2 separate regions of the Mus musculus genome follow, and region 1 is linked to region 2. The links are chromatin contacts, called in public Hi-C maps. All regions are on one chromosome and are shown on one strand. The core of a region is the stretch at or near the end of the contact, and the rest is flanking DNA. Distances in the headings are between cores, read along the strand shown.

Region 1 (5,612 bases), core at 1,465-3,964, 160 kb before region 2:
GGGTAGGGTGCCACCTCAAAGATAACTCCTGAAGGAGGACCTAATTGAAGACTACCTGAGAGACTAAGGACTGCTGACACAGACAACACCAGCCTATCGGGAACTGCTGTTTAGAATATCTCTTTCTTGGGACCAATGGGGTATGGGCAGAGGTTATTAAAGGAGCTTACAGCAGTGCTCAGATGAGCTTGCTGGGGCATTTCTCACCTGCTCCAGAGTCTGTGTCCTTGACTCCGCGTCACCTCACCTCCAACCCCCAAGGTCAGGTAGGGTGGGCAGCGGGTAGTCCAGGGCACAGGCAGCATCGGTTTGCTCTACAGCTTCTTAGACGAGGTGCCCAGTGACTCGGACACGGGAGCAGACTACCTGCCTTCCCAGCTTCTCTCTCACCCGAGGCCTGGGGCTGCCCTTACTTTTCACACCTGCAAAGATGAGAGGGCACAAAGCCAGCGCTGGCCTTTGCGAGTGACTCAGGATGGCAGGGGCACAGGTAAGGGACAGCGTGCAGCACCCCCATCGAGTCACCACTTCCTGTGCAAGTCTCCCCAGCCCTAGCTGCTCCTTATCACCCTATCTGGGCTTTAGAAAGAAACAGGGGGAGAGGTAGCCTGGGGAGGCCATGTACGCGTGCACACACACACACACACACACATACACACACACACACACACATATACACACACACATATACACACACGCGCAATGCACACACATGCATACATACAAACACACATAGGCACATGCACAAATGCATGCGCACACTCACACATATACATGCATGCTTGCACCCGCATGCACAGACACATACAAACATATACTCACACATACTTGAACACACGCTTGCACACACACATGTGTGTTGTACACACATACGTGTGCACACATATGCACGCACACTTGCACACATTCATGGGTGTGTGCGCACACACACTCACACACCTGCACAGGGCAGCGCAGACAGCTGAGGAGAGACCACAGGATTAACCAACTATACCAGGCAGCCAAGCAGGCAGTTTCCCTGGTCTGCATCTGAGGCCCTGTGACCATTCTGCCCACCTACCCTGGGGAGACTGAGGCTTTGAGCCACCGTGTGACCAGGCCAAGGTCACACAGCTGGTGAGGGGCCTTACGGGACTGCCAAGGCTTCTCTCTACCAGCCGGGAACAGGGAGGAAAGACAGCCAGAGGGCCCAGGCAGAGGGAAGTGGGTGAACAAACCGGAAACAGGAGGCGAGTTTTGGAGGCTTGCCTGGCTCAGAGAAAAGGCCTCCCTGGAAGTAAGAGCTGCCGCCCGCCCCCACCTCTGCTGCTGGGGGAGCCCTGGAAATCGCCTAAGCCGACATCTGATGGCCCGGATTTGTCCTTAAGCTCTTTTTACCCACTGGACTATAATCAACTGCTCGGGGCCTCTCCACAAATGCCTCCCTCTGAGTTCCCAAAAGGCAGAAAGCTTTCAAAGCTGCAGTTTAAACAGGCCGTGAGTGCATGCAGAGAGGAGACCAGGCACGGCGGCCCAGGCAGAGGACGGTCTTCTCCCTTCCCACACCGACCCACCCGGAAGGAAGAAACCAGTAGGAGAGGCAGGACCCCAACTCTAAGCATAAGGAGCTGTCCTGGGACCATCAACCATCCCTGCTCTTGTCACTAGAGAGCTCCAGAGTGACTCCTGTGACCATCAGGCCTCTTGGATGGGGCACCTCAGTGGTCCTGACTGCCCACCCTCATTTGCAGCACTGCCCGCAGGCCTCCCTTGGTGTGTCACTCAGCCCTCCGAGGTACAGACAGGGTTTGCTTTGTGACTCTCCCCACATGACTCGGGGTGACTGGTGCTATAGAGCTCTGCAGAAGAAAGAGCTACAGCAAGTGCTGGTGAGAAACCGGGCAGAGGCCAGAGATCTCTCTCCCACTCCCTATCGGCACAACCAAGGCCACCTGCAGCTCTGCCTGTTGGATCTCAGCCTGCTGCTTCATCCCTGCTACAAGAGGGCTAGGGGTTGACCCTTATCCCTAGGTTGCTAATGGTCAGGCCACTGCAGAGCCCTGGCCTCCAGCCTGGCAGGTGTCAGGTGACCTCCCCAGCCTTTTCCACAGGCACGGGAGGACCACAGGCTCAGGAGGACCACAGGCCACAGATGGAGACTTATCAGTTCAAAACAAATGGATGGCTGCTTTTCTGAGTAACAGGCTGAGGATCAGGGTGTGTGTGGAAGCATACTTGGCCTGGAGGAGGTGTGCCAAATGGGGGAGATGGGAGGGCTGCCTAAGTCTCCATCCTCCTCTCCCAAGGGGAACACACTTACTGAGACCCTGGAGCAGAGACAACCATGTCTTCATGTGCAGTATGCTACACTGCCCCTTCTGGGATACACAGACTCTGAGGTGCTTCCAGACAGTGAGTGGCAGGTGATTTGGAGTTAGCTAGTATGTAGTGTCCTGTGGCTCTCTAGAGATGGGGGGCGGGGGAGGGAGGAGAGCAGCATTGAGATCCCTGAGTATGTGTGGTGGCATCACAGGACAGCAGAGGGTGTCAGCCTGGGAGCCTCTGGGCTCCTCCCCCCTCCCTCCAGTTCCATCTCGGTCACCCCCGAGGCACCCTGCCCACCCTACCCTGTGCACTTGATAATGCTTGTCAAGACTGCTGAGCAGTCCTGACCTCTCCCCCACCACTGCTAATTAAGGTTCCGCAGTGACAGTTCAACTGCGGAGCATCAAGCTGGCGGCTCCAAAGCCTCTAATTGGGGCTGCTTTTCATTCTAAGCCTGCGGGCTGGGGCTCTCCAGACCTGGGCCCTGGCTCATTTTCCTTTTGTGTTTTCCATCTGAGATGAGGGGGGAGTGGGAGGAGGAGGGAGAGAGAGAGAGAGGAGGGAGGGAGGGAGGGAGAAAACAGGGCCAGGTGGGGCCTTTCCCTGATCCCTTTCTCTGCCCCCACTGAGCTCCTGGCCTAGGGCTGAGCCCTGCCTGGGGGCAGCTGCCTGGATGTCTCCCCCCACCCCCCAGCCCCAGGCTTCTAGGACCCTGGTGTTTGTATGTGTGTGGCCTGAGTGACAGCTGCCCCCACAGAACGGTCTCCTCCCTGGGGCTGCAATGTCTCGCTCCAGGCTCCCACTGGGGCCATGCTGGCTCCCCCTTCCCACCTAATGTTGATGATATGCCAAGCAGGCTCTCCAGGGCTCTCCAACTGCCTTCCTCCTCCCACCCACTAAATCACTGTGGCCTAAAGCCTGAGAGCTGGCTGGGTGGGAGGAGGGAGAGCTCCCTCTCTCCAGAGCTGCCAGGAGCAAAGGCAGTAATGTTACCTGGGGGAGGGGGAGCCAGGAGGAGGTGCGTGGACTTCAGCAGGTGGTGGAGGGGCAAGAGCCACAGGGCCACAGCAGCATCTAAGGGCTATCCTGGGATCCACTGCAGGGGACGGTGATTCCCACTAAGGCAGATTTTTGCTTGCATACACAGTCTCTCCAACTCCACCCCTACCTCCAAAGAGGCCACATAGGGCTCACACTGGATCCAAAGGCTCCCATGCCTGGCGGAATCCACACCACCACACTACCAGGGGTCTCCATCTCAAAAAGTCGAAAGGCTGTAGGGGATTTCAGTGGGGGGGAGAAATATATCTTACAGGGCATCTTCTGCCAACAAAGCCTGCAGCTTTAACTCAGCACTGGGGGACAGAATGCTTCTGGCATCCAGAAAGGCTCCTGCAACAAGGAATCAGACCCTGGGACAGCAGTGGTCTTGAGATCAAGACGCCAGGGAAAGCCAGCTTCCCAGAGGCACAGGACCTGGTAGAGCAGTGTTCTGCTGAGGCTGGCTCTGTCTCAAAGCAAAAACACCCTCAGGCTTGTGTGGGTGTATGGGTCCTGGGTGTCTGGCCCTCACACAGGCTCCTCCCCGCCTTGGACTGTCAGGCTGGGGCAGCGATGCTTCCTCCTGAGCTGGGGTCTCAGCTGCCCACTTTCCTGCTGGGTGGCCCTCCCTGGTCTCCTGACTTTATTCCCTGCCAGTCATGGGTACGGAGGCACTCCGAGGCCCTGGTCCCTGAACATCAGCAGGCAGGCTGGGCAGCTTTCCTCGGAAGTCCTTCCCCCCACTGCACCCCCTGACACACACACACATACACACACACACACACACACACCCCTCACCAAATGCTATGCATTGGGCTATCCTGTCACTCAGCCCTCGAGGACAAGGTGTGTTTATTATTCTCTGCAGTCAGCCAATGTGAGGACATCAGACATCAGAGTCCCTGGAAGCTGGACCTGGGCTTCCCTGGAGGGTCTCATGGGCACCTGGAGCTGTACACTATTACAAGGAGTAGGGACACAGGTGTCCTTAGGTGGACACTGGCCTAGTCATTGGTATCTCAGCCAGTAACTTATCTGGGTGAGGGCTAGAGACTGGGGTTAGCAGAGAGAAGATCCCCTCCCCCCCACCATGGGTCAGCAGGCCCTCAGAACTTGAGGGAAGGTGTGACGGTGGGAACCTCAAAAGGCAGCGCCTGATCTCTCCAGACTGCATGAGCAGGCCCACAGCTTGTGTGTTAAGTTCCCTGGAGCCCACTGGGAACGTTTGACTGCAACCGGGTGTCAAGGACAGTTGTCTAAGTTGCTAGTCACTCAAGAGCACCTGGATGTGAGGATCGACTTCTAGGCATTTATCAACAGGCATGGTTAAGGCAGGGCTCGGCCTGCAGGAAGGGGCGCGTTCTTCTAGTAACCACAGGGGACCTACACAAGCTATTGTTGCTGCTGGCTCTGCTAGGGAAGATCTGGTGTGCCCTGAATCAAACTCTTGGCTCCAAAGCCTTATGCTGGGAAAAGCCCCCCTTTCTATTCCCAGCTCAGACTTAGCCCTGCAAGCCTCAGGAAGAGAAAATGACAGACAGTCCTCAGTTCTATGAAGCAGAGGAGACAGTGTTCAGGGCAAGTGAGCCAGGAACGCATCCTAGCTTCCATCTGGACCCTGAGGCCATGTTTCAGGGTGAGTACCACTGGGTAGCTACAGATATCGGTCTACAGCGTTCCAGGGCCAGCAGGAAGGCTCAGGGTTCTCAGGCTTTGGCTGGGGTGATTTTATTGATCACATACACAGGGGTCCAGCCTATAGGGAGCCCCAACATCTCCATAAGAGCCGTGCAAGTCCAAATGCTAGGCTCAGCCTGCCTAGAGGCAGCTTGTGAATTGGCATTTCCAACCATTCCTGGGCATGGTGGCTGTCAGCTGGGACTCTGCCTGGGGAACAGAAACTTTGAGATCCCAGCCACAATGTGACCTTTGCTCTCCTGAGTGCCCTGATATTGGGGGGCAGAGCCTGACCCCCCCTAAAGCTCTCACACATGCACTTGTTGGGGGGGGGTGCTGGCTCATTTGCCTCCCATTTCCCTGCAGAGGTGGGGGGCAGCACTCAGTCCCTGCTGCCTGACTCCTCAGGGTCTCCATAGGTTCATGGCCTTCACTCCAGAGTGTCTTCACAGAGGCATGGCTCTGTCGCCGTCGCCTCTGCTCCACTTGAGTACTACCCCTTGAGCACAGAACCCTGCCTCTTCACGATGACCCCCAGATCAAGCAGGGAAGCACAGCGGTACTTCTAGATTTGGGGTTCCAGAGATGGC
Region 2 (5,805 bases), core at 3,253-5,752:
CAGCTGCAGCGATGGGCTGCCAGCGGCTCTACCACACGATGGTGGCTCCACTCAGCCTTTGCTTTCCCTTAACTTTAGTGAAATCAATTACTTTCTGAGCTCAGATAAATTATAGTGCCAATAGTCAACTAGGAGGAAGGTGTCTGGGGGTGGGGGGGTGGGGGCGTGAGGCAGGGAAGCTGTGGAGAGTGTACCCTGAAGTCTTTTTCCATTGACTTTGCTCTCTGGTGACAGAATGCTGGTTGTGAGGGACTAGACCATGACACAGTGTGACTTCTGTGTCACGCTCTGATACAATGATCACAGGAGAGATACATCGTGTGTCTCAACAGCACCAGGAAGCAGCTGCCAGAGGAGGGAGCCCCTTCGAAGCCCCACAGGAGACCCTGTGACAAGAGCAGGAGTCTTCCTGCCGCCAGCCATGTGGGACCAACCAGCTACCCACTCAGCCTGGCTAACCCAACCTCAGAGAACCTCAGCAGGGCCTCCCTGATTCTCAAGCTCCACCTCAGAAAATCTGAGAGGACCAGAGTCTACTATCCAAACAGGGATATCTGTAATACAGCGGTAGCCTCGGTGGATGCATCTTAAAGGGCAGGATCTCTGCCTTAGCCGCGGGATCAGCATGGCTGGCAAAGAGGAAGAGAGAAATCCACTAGGCATCATTGGGGGGAGGGTGCGAGGGCGCTCCTTCAGAACAGAACCTAGCAAACAGTAGGTACCCAGGGACCCACTTCAGTATGAATGAAGGGAAGGCACCCACGCGCCCGCGCAGCCCTAGATTCTGCTCCAGGCTCAGCATACAGGAAACCAGGGAGCCGGGGTGCAAACGAACCGAGTGAAGCTGTGACTCCAACGGGAGTACACGCGGCCAACACGCGGAGCCTCAAGCAGAGCCCAAATAGAAAAAGCACTCAGCTGCCAAGCAGACCACGGGTGTTTAAATGAGTCTGGCTCCCGGAAGCCTCCCGTGTGCTCCCCACTTCCTCTCCTGCCTTCCCAACCCCTCCACACCCACCATGTCCGCCTCAGTCATCCCAGGCATCTGGAACGCGGCCCTCCCCCAGGAACCCCACAGTACTTCCTTCTCCGAGGCCTCAGAGACATGCCATATGCCACATTGGCTAGGGAGACTGTGCATCCGTCCCAAATATCCTGGGAACCGGGATGGTAGTGGGCAAAGGACATCCTTTTGAGGTGTGAGAACGTTCTGGAATAGAGCAGAGGGAACCTGCATGCCGCGTGGAGTGGGCTGTGGAATGTCGCTAGATAGGATACACGCCCTGTTGGTTTTACCACAACTCCGACTAGGGTCTGAGGACTGACCCTGAAGATCAGTGGGCAGAGAGCTTTCCTAACATGTGAAGCCCTGGGCTGCATCCCCTGCACTGTATCAACTCAGTGTGGTGGTGCCTGCCACACCCAGCACTCAGGAGATGGAAGCAGAAGAAGTAGAAGTTCAAGGACAGCCCAGGCTACAGCAGACTACAAGAGGGGCAAGCGGAAGTTGAATGTGGTGGTACATGCGATGAGCATAAGCCCAGATCTCAGGAGACCAGGGCACATTCCAGTCCGCCTGGGATACAGAATGAGGCCTCATCTGAAATGCCAAGGGCTGGGATGTAAATGAATTGTGTAGGGTTTGCCCAGCACACACAGGGCCCTGGGTTCAATCTCTACCATTGTTAAGTGTGTGTGTGTGTGTGTGTGTTTTGTTTTTTGTTGTTGTTTTAAAAGCAGTAAGTGTCTTTAAAGGTAGTGATGGCTCCATTTGGTACCATCAAGGTCTGGAGCCCAAGGGTAACACGGTGGGTGACAGAGGTGCTGGGCTGGCCTGCCTCTTCTCAGAGGGCAGCATGTGGCTCTTGCCCACCATACTCTGAGGCAAGAACTGCTTTCGGCATAATAACCAGGAAAAAAATAAGCAAAGACCAGCAAAAGCTCCTGAAAAGTACAAAAACTGCATGCATGCACACACACACACTCTCTCTCTCTCACACATACGCATGCACACATGTACTCATGTGCATACACACTCTTGCACACACACACACATATATGTATGCATGCATACACATACACTCACACACGCATGTGCACAACATACACACACACACACACACACACACATACACACACACACACACACACACACGTGCTTTGAATGCACACACTCAGTTCTGCCCTCCGGGACCAAGCAGTGAGGAGGAGGGACCAGGTGGTGAATGCATGGGATTGGGGGGACCTGTGGTGGGGGAGGCTCCAGGGACCACCAGGCAAACCGTGGGGGACGGAGAGTGGAAAAAGGAAATAAACAAGCAGGCAAGTCCCAACCCAGGGAGCTGGACCCTCGTGGGACACACATTTAATTGGGCCGTGTTTCCTGCTTTTCGGGTCTCGCTCATGTAAAGGCACAGAAACTGCCTGTAGTTTTCAAACTGAGCCCCAGCAGATGCCAGCATGGGTGTCAGGTGGGAATCACACATAAGCACCCTGGAGGGGCTCTCGTGAAAATCTTCAGAGGCTGTGAAACCATCGGGATTGCTTGGGGGGCCTGGGTGTGTGTGTGGGGGTATGCTTCCTCCTGGCCACACTCAGCCCAGGGTCCCCAAATACCCTCCAGGGCACCAAGCTTCTTTCACAGATGTAACCCTGAGGCCCCGGAGCAGGGCAGGGTCCGTGTAGTAAGCGGCAGGGTACAGTCCCAAGAGCATGAGAATGCTGTCACTTGGATGCCAGAGAACAAAGAGGCCATGGCACCAGAGGATCTTCCCTGTCACCATGATGTGACCTAAGAGCAGGAACAAGAAATGCGGATACAGCCCAGACCTCTGTAGACTGTGAGCAGCCATGAACCAGGGTGGTCTATGCGTCCCTCTCCTACCCTCCCCAGGCTGGCCCGGCTCGTCCACGGTGAAGCTGTGGGAAGGTGGCTGAGTTGGAAACTCTGTTTCCAGCCTCTCCACCCAGAGGCAGAAAGATACCCAGCTCCAAGAGGACCTGATGAGGCTCTGGCCTCCTGCCCAAGTCGAGACTGTGCTGGGGGAATTCCATGTAGTATCCCACCTTGCCTGGGGAGCTGGGGTAAAGAGACAGCTGCTATTGATAACCTCATCGTATTTAGGAACTGTGGCAAAAGAGACAGTAAGGCAAACCAAGGCTGGCCTCCCTGGACTGTAAGCGAGTGCTGCTTGGGCTTGAGAGCCGAGCTGGGCAGACAGAGGCACTGGGCTTGAGAGCCATTGCCTGGCTCATCCTGGGAAAGAGGAAAGGGGGTGCCATGGCTTACCATGTTCACGATGTATGTGTACGAGACACATGTCTCTTTGTGAGCTGGAAATCCCTGGCTTTACATGTGAGAGGTGTATGTGCATGCATGTTGGTGTGTGCAAGTGGAGAATGGAGGTGTGCGTGAGAAGCAGGTCTGGTGTGTGTGGAGGTGAGTAGTGCAGGCATATGAAGGGTGTATGTGTATGTATGTGAGTATGTGTGTGTATATGTGTGTGTATGTGAGTATGTATGTGTATGTGGGTATGTATGAATGTGTATATGTATGTGAGTGTATATGTATATGTGAGTATATATGTATGTGAGTGTATATGTGTGTGTATGTGAGTATATATGTGTGTATGTGTATATGTGTATGTGAGTGTATATGTGTGTTTGTGAGTGTGTGTATGTGAGTGTATGTGTGTGTGTGTATGAAAGAGTGTGTGTGTGTGTGAAAGAGTGAGTGTGTATGTGAGTATGTGTGTATGTGAGTGTATATGTGTTTGTGAGTATGTATATGTGAGTGTATGTGTGTGAGTATGAAAGACTGTGTGTGTGCATGAAAGAGTGAGTGTGTGTGTGTCTTTCTGGAGCAGCTGACCTCCCCAGTGAGCCAGCTGCACAGTGGGTTCCTCCCATAACACAGGCCACCCCGCCCCCAGCCAAGGAGGACAGCTGCAGAGGGTGACCTGTGACCAGAAGGCCACTTCCCTGGCCTCCCTGCCTTTGGGCGGGCCAGGCCACTTGACCCAGAGGCTGGCTCCAGGATTTTATAGCTGGGGGCCTGGTTTTCCCAGCCACAGGCGTCTCAGAGAGGGGACGGGCCCAAATGCCACAAAGGCTTGGCTGTTCTCCCATGAGCCTTGCTGGGTGGGGGGAGGGGCCTCTGGGGGAGCAGGAGGGTGGGGGCAGGGTGTGAGGAAGCTGGAGAAAGTGGGGAACAGGAGGATGATTCTGGAAAGTTCCTGAGACAGGGAGGGGTGGGGGGGAGCAGTAGGGGGATATGGAGACAGACACCCAGACTCACACCAGGAGGGGCAGAGAGTGGAGGTTAGTGAGCAGGGGAGTGGTGGGGAATGGGGGGGAATGAGGGAGGGGGGAGACAGACCCAGCAAGACAGAGACAAAGGGGCCAACCCTGGAGAAGGCCCTCGAAGGCCTCCCTGTGTGTGGCAGGGCTGAAGTTCATACAGGGAGGGAAGAGGTGGGTTGCCGACCAAAGTCATTGAAAAATTTTTGGCTCAGCTGCCTGAGGCTCCTGGCCGAGGGCCCGGTTCTGAGCTGAACTTAAACAAACCCCACCACTGCCATCTGCTTGATTTTAAAATAAATCAAACAGTCTGTGCGCCGCGCTGATCGGGTTTCCATCTGCGCGGCCGCCCGCTCGCCGGCCTGGAGCTGCGCTTGCCTCTCCCAGCCAAAGCTCCTGGCAACATGTGGCGGGTGATTCCTCCAGGAGGGGACACCGACCCCCCGCCAGCCCCGTGGCTCCAACTGAAACCCAGCACTATTTTTACAACCACCCACGGCTGAGGGGACCAGAGCGGCTCCGCCACTGCGGTTTCTGGTTGGTGGCGGTGGCAGGGGATTCCCCTCCCTTGTTTGGTGGACAGAGGGTACTTGGAGGGTTCAGGGCAGGAGCATTCCACACCAGCTGTGATGACACGGGACACCAGGTGGGACAGCTGCAGCCTGCTGGGGTGGGGACAAAACAGTGGAGGGTACACCTGAAATATCTTAATGTAGTTCCTCCCCCAGGCTGGGCCATCCTGGAAAATATTGATACCTGCCCCTCCCTTAAAGTTCACGTTACCCATGGGGTCAAGAAACCAGAACAGAAACTAAGAAATGCAACTCTGAGCCTTAGGCAAGTCATCTGTAAAGTGGGTACAAGCACGGACACTGCCCATGTCCTGCAAAGGCAGGAACCTAGGGATAAAATGCCCGAGGGAAAGACAGAGCCACAGGAGCGGGGTCTGGTGAGCTAACATGGGAAGTGTAAGGACTATTCACAGACCATAAACCGTTAGGAGACATAGAGTCATTAGAGATGGGAGCAGGGGCCATGAGTTCGTGCATGCCAGCTCCAGAGGGGTTCAGAATAAGAAAGAGTAAGGTGCTCACAGGTGGCTGGACAGTGGGGTCAAGGACAGCAATCTGATGCTGTGAGCCCATCTGAGCCCAAATCTACCCAAATTATTTTCAACTTAGCCAAAGCTTCAAAAAAAAAAATTTTTTTTCTTTTAAAGATAATGGTCTCACGTAGCCCAGGCTGGATTTGAACTTGTTATGCACCCACGGCTGACCTTGAACTATTGCTCCTCCGGTTTCTGGGGTGCTGAGGGTGGAACCAGGGCTTCGTGCATTCCAGCCTGAGCTGCTTGCATTGATTTTTTTTTTTAAGTCCTCAAAGGACTTGAGAATACATAGAATACAGAGTTTCACAGGTTGTTTGGTTGTTATAAAAACACGCAGAGGGTGTCTACCAGGAGCTGGAAGTTGTGACATGTACAAAAGGCACACTGGCCATGATGGG

Evidence for each region. A called contact is a pair of places that touch in the nucleus more often than the background predicts.
Region 1: a Hi-C map of cerebral cortex shows a contact between it and region 2, with 2.5 times the contacts expected there. The contact joins two enhancer-like sites. A contact is called at or near these places in 2 of 484 Hi-C or Micro-C datasets (cerebral cortex and liver).

The regions. Positions count from the first base shown.
Region 1 is chr8:120,422,858-120,428,469 of GRCm38.p6, reverse strand. It overlaps a transcript of Gse1 not described here. Among named protein-coding and RNA genes, the nearest start is that of Gm51556, 65 kb to the left of the region's middle. RefSeq lists an enhancer at 1,165-4,562. Within about 2 kb of position 2,714, at least 104 of the 459 cell types and tissues checked have an H3K27ac peak or open chromatin away from gene starts, as enhancers often do. A contact at or near this core is called in cerebral cortex, where this site is marked.
Region 2 is chr8:120,263,873-120,269,677 of GRCm38.p6, reverse strand. It overlaps a transcript of Gse1 not described here. Among named protein-coding and RNA genes, the nearest start is that of A330074K22Rik, 39 kb to the right of the region's middle. Within about 2 kb of position 4,502, at least 133 of the 459 cell types and tissues checked have an H3K27ac peak or open chromatin away from gene starts, as enhancers often do. A contact at or near this core is called in cerebral cortex, where this site is marked.